Linked DNA regions of Danio rerio: region 2 is linked to region 1. Evidence: chromatin contacts called from public HiChIP or PLAC-seq data. All regions are on one chromosome and are shown on one strand. The core of a region is the stretch at or near the end of the contact, and the rest is flanking DNA. Distances in the headings are between cores, read along the strand shown.

Region 1 (7,756 bases), core at 2,755-5,254:
GTAATTAGACTGTGTTAATTACTTGCGGTCTCCTCCCTCGCCATAGTAAGCTACCGCGACATAGCGCATATGAGATAAATAACATCAGTATGTAATAACCGGTTATGATCTATTACTGAACTGATACCGAATGGTCTGTGTCTGCATCACGATGCACCAAAGAAACAATTAATTTTGACACCCCTACCTCCTGCTCACCATTTCTGTTTGTTTTCAAAACTGAAAGTTGAACCAGCGTGGTCAAGTATGTTAGCCCGCCCAATCGAACATTCGTAATATTCGATCACGTAAAAAAAAATCACGTAATTCAACATTTTAACTGAAACCAAACAGAAAGTGCACTTTCAAATTTCAATTCAAGATTAGAAGGGTAAACTATTTTTTTCTTAATGACATGCACAGATAAATTGTTCACCACAAAACTGGCAATGTAAGCTAACAAGATCATATGTAGTTTTGATTTACCGGGGACTTAAAAAATGTCTTATTTTGTGTTCAACAGAAAAAAATTAACTTAAACAGGTTTAAGACAAGTGAATAATAAGTAGATTATGACAGAATTTTCAGTTTTGGGTGAACTATCTATTTAGTTTGAGATACTATACAATAGAAATAATTCAATATGCAAATTCAGTAAATTCTGATAGATTTTGACTTTGTGTATGGAATAATCTTGATGGAATACTTGGATAATTTTTAATTACTGTTATCACTTGCATCAAGCCTTGCATACATGTGTTTCTCCAGGCGGTTCTGGAGGAGATGATGGTTGAGCAGACCGATCTGGTTCGGTTGCGCATGGTTCGTATGTCCAACGTGCCTGACACACTGTACATGGTGAACAATGCCGTCCCCCAGTGCTGTCACATGATCAACCACCAGCAAATGGCTGGCAGCCAATCAGCTCCGCCGTCTGTGGTTGCTAATGAGATACCAGGTGGGTTAAGCACTCATTCATGGCTCGTAACGATGTGTTATTTCAGCCAATCTTCAAGTCCAAAGCTAATCATGCTGGGCTCTGTATATCTGTGGACAGAACTCAGCTATGCTTGATGAAATGAGTCACACTCACAATCAAGTGATTTTAGAGAGATGCTTTGTGGAGGCCAAATAGATTATGTCCTAATCTAGATGTAGTTGTAAATCTGATAAATCAAACCATGGAACGTTATTTCCTCAAGGTAATTTTGTTATTCTTTTGCACAAACCAGTTCAGTGTGTGTTTTTATTATTTTTTTAGGTGTATTTAATGTGAGTGGGAACATTGGCCTTGTATTTGGCAAGCTTTGTGATTCAGTGTGTGTTATGTAAAACACAAATCTAATCCGATTTAATAATAGACATAGGTTTGTTTAAGACTGATATATATGCCCATCACGTATTAATATTGTTTGTTAACAAATATGTACTGTTATTAATTGATGCAGTTATTCATGGGTATTAATTGTAACTCGAGTCATCTGTTCTGCTCTTCTCCCCCATCTGTCCTTCAGTGCCCAGGTTGGCAGTAGTGAAGGAAATGATCCGTAGGCTGCAGGAGCTGCGTCACACAGATCAGGTGCAGCGAGCATTTGCTCTGAACTGTGGTGAAGGCGCTACAGTGAGCTATGAGCTGCAGATCCGTGTGCTCAGAGAGTTTGGCCTGCCAGACGGGGCTGCTGAACTCCTACAGGTAAACCAGCACATCCTGTTTGCGTGGAGACTGACAAGTGTTGCTATGGCTACCGTGACTCTCACTCTGACTTTCATGTTAGTTTTATGCCGGCCTTTGATGGATACGGTTTATTTTCCAGTCTAAAATTTTTCCCAAAAATGTGAAAATAAGAGAAAAATGTGTCGTTCAGATAGGATTGTATCTTCAATGCACTACAAAAATGTGACTTTTTCTAAAAATGGTGTCCTATGCTCATTAAGGCTGCATTTATTTAATGAAATATCATGTTAAAAACAGTAATGCTATAAAATAATACAAGCTAACAAACTGTTTGCTATTTTAATGTACCATATATTTAATCAGGGTGTCCACGGGGTATTAAAAGTTGATAAATCAATAATGAGAAGAAGGCCCTTAAAAGTTATTAAAAAATCTTAATCACATATTTACGAGCTCTTAAATTTTTTTCAAGCGTTGTCTAAAGTATTTAAAAAAAAAGCATGAATATATTTATTTTTCTCCTAATATTAACAACAGTGTGCTTGCTTCACTTGATTGGTTCGGGCCGGGGTGCATCTGGCAAAGCTCCTCTGTCTAGGTGGTGTCAGGTAATTTGTGACATGCGTGGTGATGGTCAAGGTGATGTGTCGCTCTTCACATTTAGTGAAACCAAAGTGAATCAAATGGCAAAATCAGAAATTGTAAGTTTGCGTACTGCTGGTTGGAGATGACGAGTTAAACAGTGGCTGAAGCCTGTCGCTGCAAACAACCACATAATTTATTCTTTCACGCTTTGAGTTCTGTTGCATGGTTGTGCTCCATTTATTTATTTTACTACAACTGTTTATTAATAACTGTTTATTACATTAAAGGTTTGATACTGATTAGAACTTAAAGTGGCGATGAGGCTTTAAAATATTCTGAGAAGGTTTTTTAAAAAGTCTTTAAAAGGTGTTGAAATTGCCTTTAGGATTCCTGCATATGTCCTTTTAATACTTCAGTCTTTGGTGTCACATGAACCATTAGGGCTGGGTAATTCATCACAAAGTAATTAAAATCGACATTCAGAACCTATAATCAATCTAATTTTTCTAGTTCAATTTTTTTCAATTCTTTTGCTTACGACGTGTGAAGTCTCGTGACCTCGCTCTGTTAAGGCTGATTTATACTTCTGCATTGAAAGCAAGGGTATGGTCTGGTGCAGCCTTCATGCGGTCACATACCTGTGCGCTGCTCAAAAAATGTAACTACACGTCGCAAGCTTGCACTACATTGACAATGATTGGTAGCAACATATTTTCCATTACAAAAAAATTATTATTTTCATTAAAATATTTGTAAATGCACTGTTATTATTATTTATAATGTTATTATAATATTATTAAAATATTATTTACAGGATATACAAGAGTTATTTTATTTAGGAGAGATACTGCTTCTTTTCTACTTTTAATATGAACAATTTATCGTTGAAAATACTTAATTTTGGTTCTAAATGTGCAGGCTATTTAAGAAATGACTAATGACTAGAAATTGGTTTTAGGCAACGTGTGTTTTAATTTCAGTTGTACAACGTTGACGTTCAATTGATAATCATAGATAGCAGTGCATGTTTCTTTCAATTATTTTCAAATAATATTTGAAAATAGCATATTTACTGTACAAAACTTAAATAAATCAAATAATTGTTCATTAATCGTAATTGAGTTAAACTGTTCAATTAATTGAGATTTTGCCCTATGAACCATACTTATTTAAAAGTAAAGAAATATTATTATTTCTAAATAACCTGACAACTTTTTGTTTGTTTGTTTGTTATCTTTATCTATCTTATTTATCTCTTACGCACACAATTATAATGAAAGTTCAATCCAGCTGCCACTAGGGGAGAATTCCAACAGTCATTTGTGAACATTTTGTGTAGCAAAAAGGCAGCTTATTGTGTTTTGCATCACTTAATCTTGCTTCAATCAGAATGTTTTCTCCAGGTACTGTTGTCTTGCTTTAGAAGTGCCCTGAGTTCTTAAATTGCTGTGATGTTGTTATTCTCACCATTAAATGATCAGAGAACCTATGCTGTAAAGCTTGGAAGGAGTCGAAGCTTCTTCAGCATACCAGACAGCCTATTAATTCTCATTTTTAAAGCACGTCTAGCACAAACATGCCCTCACGGTTACGTATTCTGTGTTTCAGAATCCGCACAAATTCTTTCCTGAGGAACGTTTTGGAGACGAGAGTCCCGTTTTGGCCCTGCGCCAGTCAGGTCGCTGCCGGGTCAATAGTACACCAGCTGTGGAGAGCATGTTCACAGACCTGGAGGCTCTGGTGGGCTTCCACCCCCCTCTGCCCCCACCTCCTCCCCCCTACCATCCCCCCACCACCCCGGGCCATGGCCAGCAGCAATTTAAAGCAGGCTGGAGACCTCGGGTCCCCAGCCAGCCTCCTTCCAGATCTTTCTCCTACCCCTGCAATCATGCACTCCTTCACAGGCAGGCCTCTTCCAAAATGGGCAGCCCAGTCTATCCTCCTGGAGCCAAGCCTCTGCCCCCAGACTGCACAAATGCACAGGGAGGGAGGAATCTTCATCCTGACAAGCAAATGGTGATTAATACCAATATTCTGTAGTTGATGTTATATAAACTGCACTGACAGGCTAATCTGTATTTTTTTCTTAAAATATATATTAAATATATATGTTTGGCTACTCTGTATTGTGTAATTTTAAAAAGTATTTTGGTTTAAAATATGAGTTTATAAATACAGTACATAAAAATTGTTTTTAAATTAGATTTTTGCTTAGGATTACATTCAACATTGTTAAATGTTAAATCGTTTGCTTATGCATCTTTTTGACTTTTTACAGTTTTTGAAGTATTATTTTGGCTTATTTTGAAATATCCCAATGTTTTGTTAAAGGGATGGTCCACTATGATATCATATATTTTAAACATCAGTTGTGAACATAAACAACATCTCTGAATGTAAAATGCTCAAAGTCCAATGCAGAGTGAGACATTGGCTTTTACGGAGTTAGCTTAGCAAAGCCTACAGTGAACGATGTTTGAGGACTGCAAAAAATATATAAAGGCTATTGAGATCACAAATGCTTAAGGTTACGCGCATTCACCACGCGCACACATCCTGCGCCGCAAAGGGGTGTGGCCAGAGACGCTGTAATGTTGTAGCAGAGAAAGCTAAAATGTCGTCCAAACGCTGCTTTTCCATAAAGCTTCTTCTGTTTCGGTATTTGGGCTTCCAAAGGACACGACACAGAGACTGAAGTGTTTACAATTTAATTTTAATTATGTTCCAGAGATTTATAAAAAAAAATATATATATATATATATATATATATATATATATATATATATATATATATATATATATATATATATATATATATATGTATATATATATATATATACATATATATATATATATATATATATATATATGTATATATATATATATATGTATATATATATATATATATATATATATATATATATATATATATATATATATATATATATATATATATATATATCATTTGACAAAGGAGAACTTCCAGAATCTCTCCCAGTTCAGTGTTGGATTCAGCTAAAAACTTACAAACAACCATAATAGACAAAGCCTATTGATAATAAACACTTTTTTTGGGCACTGCAGACCAATTAAATTAAAAATAACAAATTGTGTGGGCATGTTGGTATGGATATACTGAGAAACTTGCATGTATTTGTATGACTGTATGGATATTTTATATCCCTATCAGTATTGAACCTCAATAACATGTTTCTTTAGTGATAACAGTTGTTTTGTTTGACTTATTCTCGCAGAATATGGAGCCTGTTATCAACGAGTTCATGCCGGACATCGCCATGGGTGTTTCAGCAATGACCCTAAAGGAGCGGCGGCTTCCAGAGGTCTCTATGGAGGTGGAGAGTCATGAACCTTCTCACCCTCACCTTTCCACAGCTCCTCCAATGTCCCACAGCTACTCCAACCGTCACCCACACTCTTCCCGCAAGCGGCACGCAGCCGAACCCAAGCCAGAGGGTCCGCAGCCTGACTTCCCAGATCTCTACGAGTTCCCAGGGCGCCATGTGCCTCCATACAGTGGGCCAGATCTCTACATCCACGGGCGTCAGGCAGGCGGAGGAGCACCTCCTCCATCCTACTCTGAGGCTTCAGAATCGCTTCGCCTGGATGTGCTGGAACAGCCTCCACAAAGACTAGACTTGGCCATTGTCTCACAAGGCAGTGTTGTGCAAGCCATTCAGAGGCCACGGCCTATAAACGAGACTGACCTCACCTGTGGGCTCGGCCCTTCCACAGAACAGTATGAGGAATGGCCCACGGGTCGACGACCCCCTCCTGAGGGAATAGGGTTGGGTTTAGGGGCAAACGTAGGGACTGGGGATGAGGGAGGGTTGGGGGCGCGAGACCGCAGATCCCCCAATAAACCCGAATACCCCTACAGGAAGTCTGCTCTCTGACCCCTGATAAAAAGAGACTGAAGACTGATTCAAATACTAAGTGTAAGCTAACAGGTGAGGCACCAGCAGTCCTGCACTTTGTGTTCTTTCAAAGGCTGACAGTATCTTGAAGTGATGAACGCCCATAAGCTACTCGAGTGGCTGCTTTTCTGATGACTGAAGGGAGATGTCATGTGAAACTGCTCTAGATTGCTTTGAAACCTAGTCGAGAGTAAGGAGAGCTTGGTTTGGTTGTGCGCACACCATGAAAAGAGGTCAAAAATGCAAAATGTTTGAGTCTGAGGGATCTGAACAACCATGGAAGTCATTTTGGCAAACCTGCGCGTTCTGGTCCTTCATTTTTTTGTTTTGTTTTTTTCTTCCACATGCTGCAGATTAATGTACGGATGTTGCAGCATATTTCTTTTACTTCTACTTTCCTTGAATAGACTAGGGTGACTGGAGAGATATATATATTTACTTAGATGCACGGATTTTGTTCCTTAGGAGTAAATTGAAAAAATATGAAGGCAATAAGTTGCTAACTCATTACTTTGTCTAGTCCTTGACAAACGGCTCCTTCTTCTTCTGAGGGCAGAGTGGCAGTAATAGCTCGTGTAATCCGCCGCATTTGCCGGCTTTTACATTAGCCTGTGCAATTTAAAAGCCGAGATGGAACATAAAAGGGAAAACAAATGAAATCCCCTGTCTCCTGTGAGGCAACTTATCAGGCATAACAATGGCACAGATGCACCATTAAATGTGAATGGGGCTTTGTTTTACTGTTTCACAACCCAGATCTGCAGATTCATCCCAGTGTGTTTTACTTTTAAAAAAAACCCAAAAACAAACACTATCTGTAGTCTCAAACAAAAAAATGGCACCCTCTTTTGCATTCAGATTCTCTTTCCAAGGCTGCAGTTGATGCCATTCCTGAGAGACGGCAAATGTAGGTTGATCCTTATCAGCTTCGTTCTCTAGAATTGTTCAGGAATCTCAATCAAACCAACCTCACGCCACATCCTCAGTCCTCTGGTTCTGTGGGATGGCAGCAGTCCATGGGCACGAGTTCATTAGCTTTTCTATGCTAGATCTGTCAGTAGTAGACCGACAATTATGATGTCATGAACAGGCTTTGCAAAAAAAAAAAAAAAGAACAAAGATAGAGAAACTTTAGAGAGAAATATTTAGTTTTATTTGCCACACGGCACACTAAAGGGATAGTTCCCCTAAAAATGTGCATTTCACCACATGTACTTGTACACTGCGCAAAATGCTTTTCTTACTTATATTTTTTGTAATTTTTCTAGTCCAAATATCTAAAAATTCTTATATCAAGAAGTTTCTAGACAAGCAAATCACATTGTCTTGTTTTCATATATATGCCAATATTAAGTGATTTTTTTTCCCTAAAACAAGCAAATTAATCTGCCAACGGGGTAAGAAAAATAATCCTCTTTTTCCTTTTGATATAAGATTATTTTGCTTACCCCATTGGCTGATTATTGTGCTTGTTTTAAGGAAAAACTTGCTTAATTTTGTCATATTATTTCTTAAAACAAGACAATATGTTCTGCTTGTATAGAAGATTCTTCTTGACTTAACAATTTTTATATATTTGGAC
Region 2 (7,756 bases), core at 3,910-6,409, 68 kb before region 1:
TCATAGGTCCAACCAACACAGATGATTTATTGGACCTCTTTCCTCTGTGCTTCATCTGAGCTCGAGCAGATAGATGGCGTAGCGACATTGCTAACCGAATTCAGCCGCTTTAGCCCTCCCCTCATTGTTTTACTGAATAAGAGGAGGATACAACACAACATGTAATATTTGCTGACGGGAAACTGAGAGCACAGACTCAATTTGAGCTGTTTTGTTGTTGAACGAGGTATTAAAAGCGAGTAATGTAGGGCGGATGTTGTATCGTAAAAGTACTAGCAGCTTGCTAGCGCTTCATATATGTGTTTGTATGTGTGTATGTGTGTGTGAACCCGGGACGTGCAGAGCCCTTTTTTTACTCTATATCACTCCACGAAAGAAAAGTGCAGGCAAATTTGCTCGGCTAAGCAAATATCAAAAGTCGCTGGCTTGGATTTTGGCTCGTTTTATGAGCAAGAAGAGAAGAGAGGAGCAGTAAACTTGACTCAGGTAGGGTTGAGGGCATTTTTTTCTTCTTTTTGCTTTGCTTGCTAATCTGCCATGGCGAGCTGCTGAATTAGCCACATTTACAGTTATGCCTTGTGTTTTAAAACCACAACTGTCCTTGACTAACATTATTTATCCAAAATGTTGGTTGGAATAACCTGATGAACTTGATACAGTACGCTATTTCTCTCTCCCACACAGAACTACTAAGCAAAGCTTAGTTATTATGGTTAGCTTGCATGCTAAACCAAAAGAAAACATTAACACCACGTAAGTTATGTAGTTAATTGAACAAACAGGTTGAAATAACCACATGTGCCTCATTTTGCTAACTTTTTTCACCCTAAAAAAGCTGTTAGGAGCCACCTGAATGCTAAATACACAAAGCTAGGCTAGCCGAGTATGCGTAGTTTGCAGTTATTACAGATGTAATGCCTTCATATATGCGGACACGTACTAAAGAGGGAGATGCATCCTAGGAAATCGCTTGTGGAGCTGTCAGAAGCCACCAGCATGTTGTATGCAGGTTTAAATATGTGACTTTGTAGATCTTGGAGATACTCATCCAGTTGCCCAACATAACATAAATACTATACATATACTAATGAGTTTAAAAGATATACTTTGCATGTTAAATTTGATTTTGCTTATAAAAAGGCGTGTTGAGTCACCAGTATAGAGCTGCTTTGCATCATCTAACAGGTCCTCCTTTACTGACCTGCCTTTATTTGTATTTAGAAAACAGGCTGTGCACGGTGCCTTATTTTGGACCTCTGTAATTAGACAGGGCATTGTTTAGGAAAATTAGTAGACGGGAGCATATTCCCCTGTCTTTGTCTTGACTGTTTATTTCCTCTGGAATTCTGGAAGTCATCAGGGCCTAATTAAAGGCAAGGTTTTAACTGATGACCAAATTGGTTTACATCAAGTCCCATCCTGTTTGGCCCCCATTGAGTTCATTCACCTCTACAGTACAGTACATCTCAGTTTCCCACACAGATTCCCATGTTCCCAGCAGCCTAAATGTCAGATATTGCTAATAAAGAACTGCTCTCTTGTTAGTAAGGGTTACACTGGGAATTCGTTTGTGTTGTCGGAAATATTCAGTTCAAGCATCTTGGTTATCAGATGTACCTGAACCAAGAGCAGAGACAGTGTGATTTACTGATAGCCCAGTGTCTGCCCATGAGAATCAAAGGTAAATGGTTTAATGAAACAAAACCAAAGCAGTAATGTGCTGCTTTATCTGCTTCTGCTGCTTTGTTGAGAGAATGTCATCCTTAATATATATCAATCAGCACCATTGTTGTTCATCAACCTGGGTAAATTAAGAAAGAATCAAGTGAGGGGAACATTTTGTGGTTTGGGCTACTGCAGTATGTTGTAGAGGTGTTGTGACTGTGGTTGATGTGTAGGGGTTTCCCCCCTCTTTTTTCATCTTCCTGTGATGTAGGCCACCCTTCCCCTACTGCCGTGCTGCAATATGTGCTAGTGCCAACAGTTAAGTCAGATTCGTGTGCGATGGTGCTGCAGCTCTGTGGTAGAGGGCTGTAGATGAACATGTGAGTTCTGTCATTATTTGCATACTCTCTCTCATCATGTGATTCTAAAATCAGTATGGATTTCTTCTGTATGAATGAAAAGCATTTTATCTGGAAAGGAAATATTCTGTAAAATATTCATGAAGATCAGTGACCACAGATAAAAAAAAAGTCACGTCTAAATTATATAGTCCATACGGCATTCTTAAGCCTGATCTGGTTTATAGGTTCTCTAGTTTCAGTGAGTAATGACTTGTTTTTGTCATACATTTTGATTTAGTCCCTGTAGCTTTTGCATGTGTGATGTGAATAGTCGGAGACGGCCAACTTTTCGTGCATTTAATATTTTGTGATTTTAATATTGTTTTGGTGCTTTTAAGTAGTGTATCAATAAGTAGTGATGCACAATATATCGGTTATGATGCATTGGTCAGAATTTCATTTTGGTGCATCCCTAGAGAAGATCTGAAAAGCAGGGCCCAAATTCGGTCCTGAAGGGCCGGTGTCCTGCATAGTTCAGCTCTAACTTCCTTCAGCATACCTGCCTGGAAGTTTTTGTATACCTAGAAAGAGCTTGATTAGCTGCTTCAGGTGTGTTTAATTGGGGTTGGAACTAAAATATGTAGGACACCGGTCCTCCAGGACCAAATTTATCCACACCCGGCTTCGAAAGGTTAATCATTTCGCTTTTCTATCCTGCTTTCTGTATTTTAATGCAATAAAACAATGTCAAGTGTAAGGAATTAGTGTATATATGTTAGTAGTGATAGCAGAAGTAGTAATAATAATAAAAATAAGTACATTAAAATCTTTATCACAGAAAAAAGAAACAATTGTTCCTTTTTGCGAATTGTTTTAATTATGGAATTTGAAGGTAAAATCTATATAATGGCCTGTATGCATTGAGTAGTACAGTACCATGGTTTCCGCTGAATTCATTCTTCCATGTTGGGGCGCCACACCTAAATTCATTTTGCCATGGCTACATTACAGCTTCTCATTCTAAACATTCGGTCGTTGTTTTTTTAATAGTGGGTTATAATCGCATCAAAACGTATTAAAAGGTAAGTGAACTATAACAGCACAAACTTTTCTGTAATAATAACAGTGCTGTGCGTTATTTGTTTAACCCTTAATGGTGAAATGCTGACGGACTGACTTAAAAAGTACCATTGTACCACTTTTTGGGTACCCTTTCCAAAGGGTACTTAGAACAATAAAAGGGTACCAAAAGGCGAAGCTAGATGTGCAGCTGAACGCTATTGGTTTACAGAGAAGCGTCACTAGCGTGTGTACAAGCCAGGACGATGAAAAAAAGGGAAGCTCCATTTTTAATACACAGCCAAGACATTACACCATAATAATATATACATATAATAACGAGCCATGGTCTATCGGAGCTTTAACAAACCTTATTGTTCTCTTGATGAACAGCCACAAAGCCAAGAAGATAAACCTGTTGTTGTTTACGAGGCCATCTAGCACGAGCGGTTCCACTTTCTTCAGAGAACTCGCAATCTGTTTCTGCACGTCTATATTTGAAATAACGAACTTCTTGAGCTGATCCTGACTACTATAAACTCGTAAGGACAGAATTACTTTTACATGTGTTAATGTTACATGTGCTGGTGAAGAATACAGATAAGAGGTTTGTACTGACTGTATAATGTCAGCTTTGACATTTCAGCAAACTTCACCGTCGGCTATTTTGCATTATTATTGATCTGCAGCTACAATCATATAATCAAATCGTGTTCATAGAAAGGTTTGTAATAAACATGTATTTATACATAAGCATTTAAGTTTTATATACTTATGTATAAGTATATGTTTAACTTATTTTGTAAGTTTTATCGTATATAAATCATGTGTTTATTGAGAAGTGCTTCTTATTCGATATGTAAACTTCAAGCGAGAATGACATCGACTGCAACTTTTTCGAACACCACGCCCACCAAAAGGGTATAATTGGTAGCCTTTGGCAGTGAAGACACAACCCTGAAAAAGGTGACCCGGACTGTACTGTACCACTCAGTGAAAATGGGCCATGATATGGTTTCAGCAGCCATTACTCTAGATCACAAGACATTACTTCAGTGTCAGGTGATCCTTCAGATATCAAATATTTATCATGATTAAAATATTTATCCGGATTATTTATGTTGAGGGCTCAAAGGAACAGCATGCATGGAAACATTTTGTTACAATATAAAAACTTTTCTGTCACTTTTAATCTTAACTAACTCATGACAAATGTTATTAAGTTTGCAAGACATGAAAACACATGTGCAGCAGCCACTGCAAGATGTAGTGACAACGCAGCACTGACCCAGCAGTACAAGTGACAGTTCTGCCAAGTGTCCTGAAACTCTCTCACACTCTGGACCATCAGGCCATCCTCATTGTTGAGTCCTGCCTGTGGGATAACTGCTTTCCAGCTGACAGTACATCTAGTCAGTCCGTCAAGAATGGTTATGAAATCTTTTGCTGTTATGAATTAGTTCACTGTCTCTCTGTGCCGGTTTGCCAGCGCTTTGCAGACTGACAGTGTGGTGCTTGTGTACAATGTAACATGAGTAGCTTGCCAATTGTATAACCTTGAAAAGCATCAGACAACTGCGTATCTGTTTGTATCGATTAACAACGTCCCAGGAATAATTCAAAAATAGGGTTTTATCTGGCTTTTGTTGACTCTGAGCTTGTAATCTTATCGCAACAAAAGTCTGATGATGTTATGAAGCCTTGCTCAAGTCCTCATGTTCAGCGCAATGATGTTTCAGCTCATTTGGCTTATGTGCTCCAGACAAACTAGGAAATTTGCTGGATTATAAGGATTTCATCCGTATGCATTTGAACTTTGCTGACATAATTGCTTTAATGGTTTCACATTTTTTGCAGCGTTAAGCCAAAAAAAAACGGTTGTTGGCTGATGCACATGAATGTAGAAATAGGCATAAAATGATTTAGTTTTTTTCAGTCTGCAGTCTTTGAAGGTCCCTCTAGTTCCACAAGCACACTGGCTTGACCTCTGGCTGCTGTCACTGGAGAGAGAAATTGGATGGGGAGAGGAAAGTGGGACATGTTTTCATTTTCCACTCCCCCTTGTTGTCCTTGGCAACCACTTTTTTTCCCCTTCTCTTAAAATGACAGGCTGACTCAGGTCCTAATTTTTCACCTTGTCCAATGGGATGTTTGAGCTCTCCTTTTCTCTCACACACACACACACACACACACACACACACACACACACACACACACACACACACACACACACACACACACACACACACACACACACACACAGGAATTAAGTGCTCACTTCCTTTGTCTAGCCCTCATCATCATGCACTAATGAAACCCAGTGCTGTTCAAGACCTAGACTGCAGTGTGGGCTTATTTCAAATGCTTGAATTAGGAATGCAACGATTATATATTTTGGTTGTATGATTATAGTATGAGGAAAAATAACGGTTTCACGATTCTCACTATTATTATGCACTTATTAATATCAAAACACTACTAGTTTAGAAAATCACATGAAAAATCCTTGCATTTAAAAGTGTTATTTATTGCTGCTCTGTAACCAAATAATACAGCACAAAATAATATTAAAACAAACAATAGTCCCTTCCTCTTTTGACATCTTTTGAAAAAGGGAAAAAAAAAGTTTTTGTCATTTAAACAATAGTAATGTTTTTACACTGTAATTTTTAAGGAAAAAAAATCAAGAAAGAACCAGCTGAAAAAACAGAAAATAGTTAATACGAAAAATTATCTTTGCTACTGTTGCTGATAATGCTATATAAAGACTTGTACAACATATCATGTTTATTTTCAATTAATGATTCAACAATTCACACATAACACTTCATGTTTCATTACAGGTGTTTCGTTTTTGAAAATCTATTCCGTGACATCATTTTGATGGTTGTTTGTCGCCACCCATTGGTTACACAATGTAATTGCTACAATATTTACTAGCGTCAAGTTCCATTAAAAGGTGATTTTAATCTTTACCATAAATTTCAGTGTTTTATATCTAAACTATCAACTGTTTTCCCAGCACTTCTGTGTTATTTAATTGTTCGAAAGACCAATAAACATATGCAAATCATTATCATTTATCATTCATGTTGCGTGGGTTTGAATTGAGATCTTTTAGTGTTTAATTGTGCAGCTTTACACAGAATTTATTAATGCAGGCTAAACAAACGGTACCAGAAAACACCTGTAATTAATAACCTTAGGTAGGTTCCACCACAACTTTTTCCATCATCATTATATTTTAAAGGGAAGCCAAAATGCTTTTATACATGTGATTGGAATGACACAGGTGGCAATCTCTCTGCAATTGTTATGAATGTTGGATTAACTTACAAGTTCATAAAAAGTTGTTAATCCGTGTGTCATGTGCATTCCGAACTGTGAGTTGTGATCCGTATGGATCACGGATCAACCGTTGTCCATTATACCCCTATTGGAAAAAGGGAACTTGCTCGCACAAAAGATATGTGAATGGCCCTTATATAATAGCCTTAGTCATAGTTAAAACCTGCCTTTAATCCAGTGTGTGTGCATATTAGCCTTGGTGTAGCTTGGAACTTTAAACTAGCGCACAGTTGGTATAACTTTTAGTTGAAGCAGTTTTGTTCCCTGCAGAAACACTGTGTTGAGAAGCCTTTGCGATTAATTAACCGTGATGAATTAAAGCGCGGTTAATAGTGAGATCAGTTAATCATTGCATCCCTTGCTAAAATTGAGCTTTAACACCATTTTTTCCCTCATTCTCATCAAAATGCCATTCTTTGAATCTGCCATATCGTATAATACAAAAGTCATATCATATAAAAGTAATGTTGCATCATAAAATGTGATGCTAAATTGCAGTGCAGAGGGGCTTTACTATACGAGTCGCTTCCTGCGCCTGTTAATTTGCAGGTTGAGATCACATCTAAGTATTATTCATATATTTCTGACAGTTCCACTCAAAGTTTAACTTCTGTGCTCTACTTTGAATCAAACACAGAACATTGCTGGACATTCTATGCTTTATTTTTTCCCTCTCCTAAATCTTTTTTTGTTTGACTATTTTGACCATCATCGCAAGCATGAGGGTTGTATCAATCATTCAGGTATATTGCTTTGCAATCTATAGTCTCTTGAAGTTTAACTAGTTCAGCATTACCTCTGTGGCTTGACATCACTCTTGAATGAGACCTCGGGTCTTGCAGGCTTTTATTCATTCATTTTAAAGGCATGAAATAGGCAAAAGTGGTTTGTTGGAGTGTGTGTTCAAAAACCACAACTCATTGCTGGAATGCCCTGCTTGGAGACTTGCGGTCAGGGTATTTAGTTTTTTTTTTCTCCCCTATTCTTTTGGCTCAGACAGATTCCCCAAGCTTAAAGAACACTTAATGATGCTGTATTGTACAATGAAGATGCTGTATTTATTCATAATTTTTGTTTTTCTTTTATATTTAGTTTGCATTTTGCAATTTCTTTATCATAATTAAGAACTGCACTTGATCTTGTTTACATAGGATCCAAGACACACCGTAAGGGTATGTAACAATAGACATTTACTAAATAGTGTAATGTATATTTTTTGTGCTAATTGAATATCACAGGCACATTATGGGGAGACCCAAGACTAATGCATTATTTCCAATGAGAGTGCAGTACAGTATGCTTTAGCATGTGTCAGGCTAATACGGATTGTGTTTCCACTGCCA

The links. HiChIP or PLAC-seq counts read pairs in DNA pulled down with a chosen protein or histone mark.
Region 2: a contact with region 1 is called in an H3K4me3 HiChIP or PLAC-seq map of embryo, with 11 times the contacts expected there. The contact joins two enhancer-like sites. A contact is called at or near these places in 10 of 18 Hi-C or Micro-C datasets (caudal fin, embryo, fibroblasts and 3 more) and 4 of 4 datasets of contacts at active chromatin or transcription factors (caudal fin, embryo, gastrula embryo and 1 more).

What each region holds. Positions count from the first base shown.
Region 1 is chr20:29,833,334-29,841,089 of GRCz12tu, reverse strand. It overlaps btbd7 (BTB (POZ) domain containing 7), which reads left to right. Exons shown (of 10, transcript NM_001025551.1): 7 at 748-937; 8 at 1,494-1,672; 9 at 3,848-4,255; 10 at 5,494-6,345. The coding sequence ends at 6,153. Among named protein-coding and RNA genes, the nearest start is that of ubr7, 24 kb to the right of the region's middle. Within about 2 kb of position 4,004, at least 21 of the 62 cell types and tissues checked have an H3K27ac peak or open chromatin away from gene starts, as enhancers often do.
Region 2 is chr20:29,902,809-29,910,564 of GRCz12tu, reverse strand. It overlaps a transcript of btbd7 not described here. Among named protein-coding and RNA genes, the nearest start is that of si:dkey-85n7.8, 8.2 kb to the left of the region's middle. Within about 2 kb of position 5,159, at least 11 of the 62 cell types and tissues checked have an H3K27ac peak or open chromatin away from gene starts, as enhancers often do.